2 separate regions of the Macaca mulatta genome follow, and region 1 is linked to region 2. Evidence: chromatin contacts called from public Hi-C data. All regions are on one chromosome and are shown on one strand. Each heading gives the region's core, a stretch centred on a gene start, on an enhancer-like site or on the middle of the called end of the contact. The rest is flanking DNA. Distances are from core to core; before and after follow the strand shown. Region 1 overlaps LOC144330299. Region 2 holds the start of LOC106999458.

What was found. A called contact is a pair of places that touch in the nucleus more often than the background predicts.
Region 1: a contact with region 2 is called in a Hi-C map of fetal cortex germinal zone, with 3 times the contacts expected there. The contact joins the enhancer-like site here to the promoter of LOC106999458 in region 2. A contact is called at or near these places in 2 of 14 Hi-C or Micro-C datasets (fetal cortex germinal zone and fetal cortical plate).

Annotation. Positions count from the first base shown.
Region 1 is chr7:139,164,778-139,169,290 of T2T-MMU8v2.0, reverse strand. All of the region lies in intron 3 of LOC144330299, which reads left to right. Among named protein-coding and RNA genes, the nearest start is that of CCDC196, 430 kb to the left of the region's middle. Within about 2 kb of position 1,925, at least 3 of the 40 cell types and tissues checked have an H3K27ac peak or open chromatin away from gene starts, as enhancers often do. A contact at or near this core is called in fetal cortex germinal zone, where this site is marked.
Region 2 is chr7:138,523,979-138,527,957 of T2T-MMU8v2.0, reverse strand. It overlaps LOC106999458, which reads left to right and starts at 2,156. Exons shown (of 1, transcript XM_077941216.1): 1 at 2,156-3,273. The coding sequence starts at 2,461. The coding sequence ends at 2,799. It overlaps FUT8 (fucosyltransferase 8), which reads right to left and starts at 3,253. Exons shown (of 11, transcript NM_001266744.2): 1 at 3,145-3,253.

The DNA.
Region 1 (4,513 bases), core at 676-3,175, 640 kb before region 2:
TTGGCCTGGGGTGGGGCTCAAACATTTGCCTTTTCAAAGTACCCTGGTAATGCCGATGCTGCTGGTCTCTGGGGCCCATACCTTGAGAACCACAGCACGACACTGTACTCTCTCCCCATGTATTCTAACTCAGTGCCTCTCAAACTCCAATGGTGATGAGGATACTGCTGCCACACTGAGGTCCCTACGCTGAAAAGCAACACTAGGTAAACAGTTGTCTTCTGGAGCTCTGCTTCTCTCCGATAGACATCTTTTCCTTCCTTTATGCCTTCCTGGGATATTGGGGATATTTGGGGAGACCTTCGAGAGAGACGGGTGCCAGGGAATATCACTCTAAGTCTTCTTGGGTCTCATTGGCCTGACCAACAGGAATCCAACATTTATATGCCAGAGGTTTATTTTGTCTAAGCTACGAAAGGAAACTTGGCCTTCTTTAACCACCGTTTGCTGGAGAGAGCCTTGCCCATGATGCTGATGGGTATGAGGAAGAAATACAGTGGAAGAGCTGACCTGGAGGAATCATGCTGCCAAGTCAGACAACTGGAACATGTCCCACTACCGGGAGTAGTTTCACTAAGGTTGTGAAAGGGTGGGATTCAACAGGGAAAACGAAAGCTTGCTCCCTTTATTATAAAAAGTGTTGGCCGGGCGCAGTGGCTCACACCTGTAATCCCAGCACTTTGGGAGGCCAAGGAGGGTGGATCACCTGAGGTAGGGAGTTTGAGACCAGCCTGGCCAACCTGGTGAAACCCTGTCTCTACTAAAAATACAAAAGAAATTAGCCGGGCATGGTGGCAGGTGCCTGTAATCCCAGCTACTAGGGAGGCTGAGGCAAGAGAATCCCTTGAACCCCGGAGGCAGAGGTTGCAGTGAGCCGAGATCGCGCCACTATACTCCAGCCTGGAGGACAAGACCGAAACTCCATCTCAAGAAAAAAAAAAAAAAAAGGAAAAAGTATTGTGTTGGCAGCATATGGTTTCCGACCACGAGCTCTGTCTGGGGTTAAGGGACATAGACTCAAAGGCTTAAGTGAAATCGCATTTGTAGGTTGTTTACCGCAGAGCTTAGCCCTTAGTATGTGCTTCATCAATGACGACTGCCATCATTTTTAAATTGGGAAGCACCAATTGTAGTAGAATCAGAATCCACATCGGAGGAAAACTGGCAGCTTCATAGCCTATAGAATCAAACTGGATGTTTTGGCCACTGGGATTTCCTATGCTCCGGAGGCCTAGCTCAGCCCCTATGATATTTGCTACATTTTTGTTGAATGAAAAGAAGGAGCTATACAAGTCTGGGTAAATGGGTAGGTGGGGAGATTTGATCTCATGGAAATTGTCCAAAAGGAAAAAATGAATGGAATTCTGAAAGTGAGGACTTTCAGACCCTGGATAACCTTGCTCGGTTTATTTATAAAATGGGTCACTCCCAATCCTTGACAGGGTTATTGTGAGAAATGTTTTATGATGGAAAGTGCTTGGTTAATTATAAAGCATAAATCAAGTATTCATTATTTTAATAAAGTGGAGGACCTAAAAGTACCTCACGGGTCATCTGAGTTGTGATCACCTCAGTGATGAGGCTGGGAGGAAAATTTTCCAGCCATCAGGTGTTGGTATGTTGGACAGGCCTTTCAGGCTGGCTCTCACTGGCTAGAAAACCCTCTGAGCTTCTTAGTATTATTTGCTAAATGGGACATAAACCTTTTCAGAAAGCCGGAGTACAGGTGGGCCAGCAGGTAAGGCTGCCTGAGAAAGACTCACCTTTGTCGACCCAATAGGGAGCCTGTGAGCCTGGCTGGCAAGGAACGGCCCTCGAATCTCCCTCCCCAGCCCCTTCTCAGTCTAATGCATCTCATTTATTGTTAATGCTGTTTCCGCTGGCTCATTTGCAAACAGCCTGAATAAAACATCAGAGCAGAGCGGGAGGGGTAATCCTGCCTTCTGCAGCTGCCTCTGCCACACTCCTGTCCTCCTTCCCTTCCTCCAGTCCCTTCTCCCCTCATTACTCTGATTAACAATCTTTACCTAATTGGCTTGTCATGAAACAGCCAGATAGGACTCCTGGGCTCTTGCAGGGATAGTGAGGAAAAATCTTGGGCAGGCCCAGCATTTGTGTTTTTTTGTTTTTGGTTTTTGGGGTTTTTTTTTTTTTTTTTTTGGTTTTTGGTTTTCTGGATGTAGGGGGGAAAAAAGCAAACACTGAATCTTCTCATAACCTTAGAGAGGAGATCTAGGAATAAAGTGGCTGCTCTGCTCATTCCAGGGAATTGCCTTAGCCCGCAGGAGGATGGCAAAGGGTTAGCCCAGTAGCAAACCATTCAGCACAGGTGAAACGCTGTGTGGTGTGAGGCCCTGTGGTTTCTAATGCACGCGCTACACATTGGGCTAGAGATGCAAACCTACGCGTTGTCCTGAAAGAAGGCAGATCAGGAAAAGCATGGCTCAATAGGCATGTAGTGAGCATGACTTTCAATCCACACACACAATTGTAAAGAAATAGAGTTTCTGTAATTTTCTCTAGTTTAACTTAATTACTGACTACCCCGATTCTTATAGCAACCACTTCCTTGCATTTCTTTATAGCTTTCTCACAAAAAGTGCATCCCTAAGGCACTGTAATTTAGCTTTGCCTATTTTTAAAAATTTGCTATGTCTTTTTAATATTTTTAACTTAGAAGTTCCACCTAGACTTCATCTTATTCTTACAGATTGTTTTTGTTTTCTTTTGTTTAAGGTAAAGTTTCCCACAGTCTGGATTTTGCTGATTTTTTATTTAAGAAAACAGTTCAATATGTTCTTCTGAGCTCTGTGTTTTCTGCAAATTGGTAGCTGGATCCAAAGGCTTGATTAGACTTAAGTCTGATCCCCTTGGCAAGATTATAGATGGTGTTGTGTTTTTTGTTAGGAGGCAAATACTGTCTGCATGTCTCCCTTTTGTGATGTTAGCAGCTGTTGAAGTTCAGTGCCGAGATCCATCAGTTCACTGGGGGTTGCAAAATGGGAATGTTCTAATTCCCTTTTTCATGTATTAGCTGGAATACCTCCACAAAGAGATGCTTTCTCTCCTCTCTGATTTGGTTACCCAGTGGCACAGTTCACAAAAGAAAGACAGGATAGATGCTTGATTCTTTGCCTTTATTTATCCGTTTTCAAGATAATAAGTAGGTGCTTTTTATCCTCCAACAAAGCAACCAGTCTGTTTTGTTTTTCAAATATCATGAGGAACTCATGGATTTAAACACATTAGATGAATTAAGTATGTATATACAATTGAAAAATTCTTTTTGAGATACAAAGGTCTCATCTTTGGCAGCAAGAGCTCCTTCAATTGGCTCCTGAGTCCTTCTGACATGACCCTAGTAGTCTTTGATAGCTTCCCTGCTATCTGGAATAACAAGATGTTCCAGACCCATCCCCTGTCCCAGACTGAAACCAGCCATTTTTTTAAGAACCCTGCTTTCTTTTAATGGGATATAGTATTTTGAGACCTTAATCATTGTGCTACGGATGCTCATTGCTATTCCACTGTGAGGTTAGTCATTCTTTTAAGTCCTTTCCATTGGACAGAGCTAAAGGAGCTGGGGGAAATCTACCCCCAGCCATTCTGCAATAACGCTTATTTTGAAAACACTAATTTGTTCAACCACAATTGGTATGTTAGGGAACAAGTGGAGCATTACACAAATTTTGTGTTTGGCTATTTTACACAGAAGAAATAATCAACGAATGCAGAAAACCACACCAAGCTGAACAAAACTATGTAAGAATACATAAAATAATAAAAAATAAGAATAGTCTTTTTCAAAATCAAAGAGAAGCACAATCTATACACCATCTCTCTATAAACACCTTAAACAGAAATTGCCAGATCTAGTAGATGCGGCACATTTTACTGCTGTGAGTAGTGGGTTTAGTGGTTTCAAACACCACTCTAATTTCCAGAATTTTCAACTGAGGGGCAAAGTTGCAAGTGCACATGAAAAGGTAGGAAAGGAACGTCTAGCAATTACTCAGAAATTAACTGAATAAAGCTACAGAAGAGATAAAATTTTCAATTTTGATGAAACAGGTTATCTATTACAAATGCATTCCTCAAAGAGCCTCTCTCTCAAAGGCAGGAAAACATGACCCAGGATTTAAGGCTACAGAAGGTCAGATAACTCTCATGTTCAGCGTCAATGCCCAACAGAGGACACTGAGCCACGTTCATCCACATCTAATGTGACAACTTTCCGTCCAGTTTCAGACAAGCTTGCTTCCACCCCTTCATGATAGCTGAACATGCTGCAATCCTTCCAATGCCCAGTTCCACAAGCAAACTTCAGGTCTTTTTCAATGTGAGGTACCATATTTATTGTATTATTTACCTATTTTTAACATATTTTTAACCATGTATATAACTGCTATGTCATTTTTGCTAGATTTATATCCTTTTAAAAATTTGTCACTGAAGTTTTTGAGTGCTGTGCCTTTACCCACATTTTGACCATAAACCCAGTGGTTTTTAATCT
Region 2 (3,979 bases), core at 907-3,406:
TTTTTCCAATTCACCAGCAAATTTTAAGATTCACCATTTTTAAGGACACTCTAATTTCGTCAAAATAACTGGTAAGAATTTGCAACAAAACAATGCAGGATGTAATCAGAATTACTGTTGTTATTTTTTTTTTTTTTTCAATTCTATACATCTTAAACAGAACTGATTTGTAGGAAAACAACTTCAGGTGACTTTCTAGTTAAATTCAAAAATATCCTCAAAATATAACCTATATAATGTCATATTTTATGGAAATTATTTTGAATCACTATCCTATTAAACAAGATACTCAAGTTAATTCACAACTTGACCAAAGATACGTTTTTGCATGTTTCTGCAATCCATGCAAGTTTCATTCCAGCTGTTCAGCTCTTGAATTCAAATAGAATTCTCAATTTATAAAGCAGCAAAAAGAAAATCCATGTCTTGGAACTACCTTTGTATGTTCCTTATAGCCTATTCATCTCTAACTCCCGGCATTTTTTACACAATGAACCTGTAAAATCACAATTACAAATGCTTGAATTCCCACCTTCTCACTAGTACTGTAGTATTTATAAATCAAGTTATTAAGATTTTCTATACACATAGCAGATTTCACAAGGACAGCAATGTACAGGGCCTTATTATTTGGCATAGGGTTTTAAGATGTTTTTACAGCTATTTTAAAGAGCAGAGACTACAACTCCATTATTTCTTATATATCTGATATACTGTAGTGGTTAAATAGTAATTTCTCTCCTAAAATACTTTATATATGATGCACCTATTTAATGAATTAGCCATAAAACATGGAATGTAAATTTAATCAAGAAAATAAATATTCACCTAACCGCAGGAATAACAAGAAAAAAAAAACTATAATGAAACCTGCCAACAGTTTTCAGAGGCAAGTCAGTTAAGTCAGTTACTTCAGATGCGTTTAACTCTAAACTGACACAAAAGTTGTGTTGAATTTGTTCCGCAAAACCTTGAAATTGGGGATTATCTACTGGAGAATTTGGCTTTTCTTGGGTCCACCTTCCTGAGTGGGTTTAAATAAACTGTAAATAATTCAAACACAGGAAGGAAAAAACCACCACCTCTCCGTGCCTTTAACCAAGGCCTCAATCTATATTATACCGCAAAACGCTAAAATAAAAGCTCATCAGGGACAAACCCTAAGCATGACACTGCCACTTAACTTAAATACACTGCGTCTCTGAAGATTGCAATCCCCACTGTGAAGAAAGAACAGGTGCTGCACCCGACAACCCACTCAATCTTGCAGGACAAACCTCCGAAAACGGATAAATATGGACTCATTTAACCTTCCCAAATAAGTTGAGACACTCAAAAGCCGCCAGCTCGTCATTTGCACATCAAAAGGGAGTACAGCTGCACTCAAGCCTTTAACTGCCCAGCACGGTCCCTCGCGGATCTTTGTGCGGGTCCACTCCCTGCTTTCTAGCCCAAGCAGCACTCAGAGAGAGCCCATAACGCACGGGCATCTTCCTCCCCACAGACCGCGACTCCAGGGACCGAGCTGCTGGCGAAGGTAAGACAGGTGTGGAGGGGAGACGACGAACACCTCCCACCCCCGCCCCCATCCATTCTCCTCCTCTAGGTTTTGGCCCCTGCCCTAGGCAAGGATGCGCGACGCCGAGGGCAGCGGCGCCGCAGCTCCGAGTCCCGGCTGGAGAGGCAAGCGCCCCTCACCCTCTGCCTGCGCCCCCGGGGCTGCGCCAAGGCATCCGCCAGAGCGTCCCGGGGGCTCCCTCCCCACTTTTCCGAGAGCTGCTGGTTAACCGGCAGCAGTTGCAGCAACAGGCCCGGGGGTCGCCTGGGGAAACGAGCAGGGACAGCCGCGGAGCCTCCTCAGATCCCGCGCGCAGCCCAGCCCAAGACCCCGAGGCGCGCGGGGCCCGGCTCCCAAAACGCCCCCTTACCCGAGGCGGGAGCAGAGGCGGTCTTCGCCGTTCCCCGTCGCAGCTGCCAAAGCCACAGCCCTCAGCTGCAGCTGCCCCACGCTGGGGGAGTGGGAAGGGTGGCTGGGTGGAGGATGCTACTCCCGACTGAACGGAGAGGAAGAAACGGAAACAGGAACCGCCGCCGCCGCTTAACGGAGCCTTCGGCGCCACTGACTGAGGCAGAGCGCGAGGCGGCGCGAGCCGGGCAGTCGCTGACAGCGCGAGACCGAGAGCGAGCTGGGTCTAGGGCGCGCGACCCCAAATAGTGCCGGCCCCATTCCGCGGGGAGACGAAGGGACGGGTCGACTGGGGCCGGGAGGAGGGGGCGGGATGGGGAGGGGGCCTGGAGCGGAGGGAACCGGCTCCTCCGGTCGGCCGGAGATAACGCGCGCACGCGCCGGAGAGGCTCTGACAAGGAGCGCAGGCGGGGAAGCCTCGGCCAGCGCCGGCGTGCGCGCGCGAATGGGGGCGCGCGCCCCTCGGCGTTCCTGGCTTCTGGGAGAGGGCGCGCATGCGCCGGCCGCTGCCACCTACGGCGACCCTGGCATGTGCCAGGGCTTCTCCCCGCCCCCTTCCTCGCTGCACCCGTGGAGAGCGTAGCAGCAGCATCCACCGCCTAGCAGAGCCGCGGGCCACAGCGGGACGGCACAGTTCCAGCAGGGCAGCGGCTGCGCACGCGGGCGCCGGCTCGCACATAGGCGTAGGCCGCCCTCTACCGCCTGAAGGCCGGAGGCTGAGCGGGGCGCGAGCGGATCCCGGATCCCGGGAGGAGAGCCGCCTCCTGAGAATGCCGTGCTCCCTACAGCGCTGGGAACGGACCGGCCCGTACCAGCTCAGTCGGCTGCCCTAGGGGGCACCCGCACTAGAGGTTTTGAAGCTGGCTCCTTGCTACTTTTAGGGGTGGGAGCTGCTGCTGCTCAGCTCCTGCAGCCCGCGTTTGGCCGCTTGGCTGCAGCTTCCAGCGCGATCCTACAATGGCATCGCTCCCCCAGGAGACTCAGCGAAGCCCTACTTTATCTTGTGAGAGCTGTTTCCACATTCACTCTAAGAGAAAGACCGCCCCCCCACGAGGGCCTGAGTTCGATGCCCGGCCTCTCCCGACCCGCGGCTGCGACAGCCCCTCTGAGGCGGAAGTTTATTCAGTACGGGAAAGAGAACAGCGAGGGGAGAGGCTTTGCCCTAGGATGTGTCCTACCCGCTCGGACTCGGAAAATTCCCGTCGCCCGCGATGCAGAGCAGTGGGCCGAAGGGCTGCCTCAGAGCAGCCCAGACCGCCAGCTGAGCGGGAGGACCTGAGCGCGCCGCCCCAGCACACAAAGTAGTCGCGGGCCGAGGGGTGCCGCCGAGGCCAATCAGAGCCGCGCGCCGCGTGAGTGGAGTGCGAGCCGGCCAATCAGAGGGCCGGAAGATGAGCTTCCCGTTCCAAACTCTTCCCTGTAGCCTTGGGACCCAGATCCCAAGCCTGGGGCGCTTTACGGTGGGAAAGCGAAATGGTGCCCTGAAGACAAGAATCATTTCTCAAGGCTTGGGCATTTTAAAGTACATACTGGGGACACTTATCCCAAAACAAGTAGCGGCGGCCTTTTAGATGTTAAATATTAAAAGATCACGGAAAAGAGATTTAAGAGGCAGTGGCCTGTCAAGATTGCAATCTGCCTAATAGTCAATAAATTCACATATTTATTGAGAATATGTACCAGGAACTCTATCTTCTTATGTGCCAGGAACTCTATCACAGATACACAAATAAGGTACTGCTGATTCCGAACAAGAAAATCCCTTGTCCTCAAGCAGCTCGGGTTCTGAGGGAGGTTTTGCTAGACCTTGTGACTCGTATTTATTGTCAGCTCTTTAAACAAAAAGCACTCTATGAAGTGCTGTACTTTACAGTCGTTTTTATGATTTTTATCTCCCTGTGAGAAAAGAAAATTGAAAGGAAAGTAGAGTGACTTATCCAAGATCACAAAAGATGTTCTAGCTCAGTTTGGGTGTCATCATTCAATAAAATTATTCAATAACAATTTATAAAT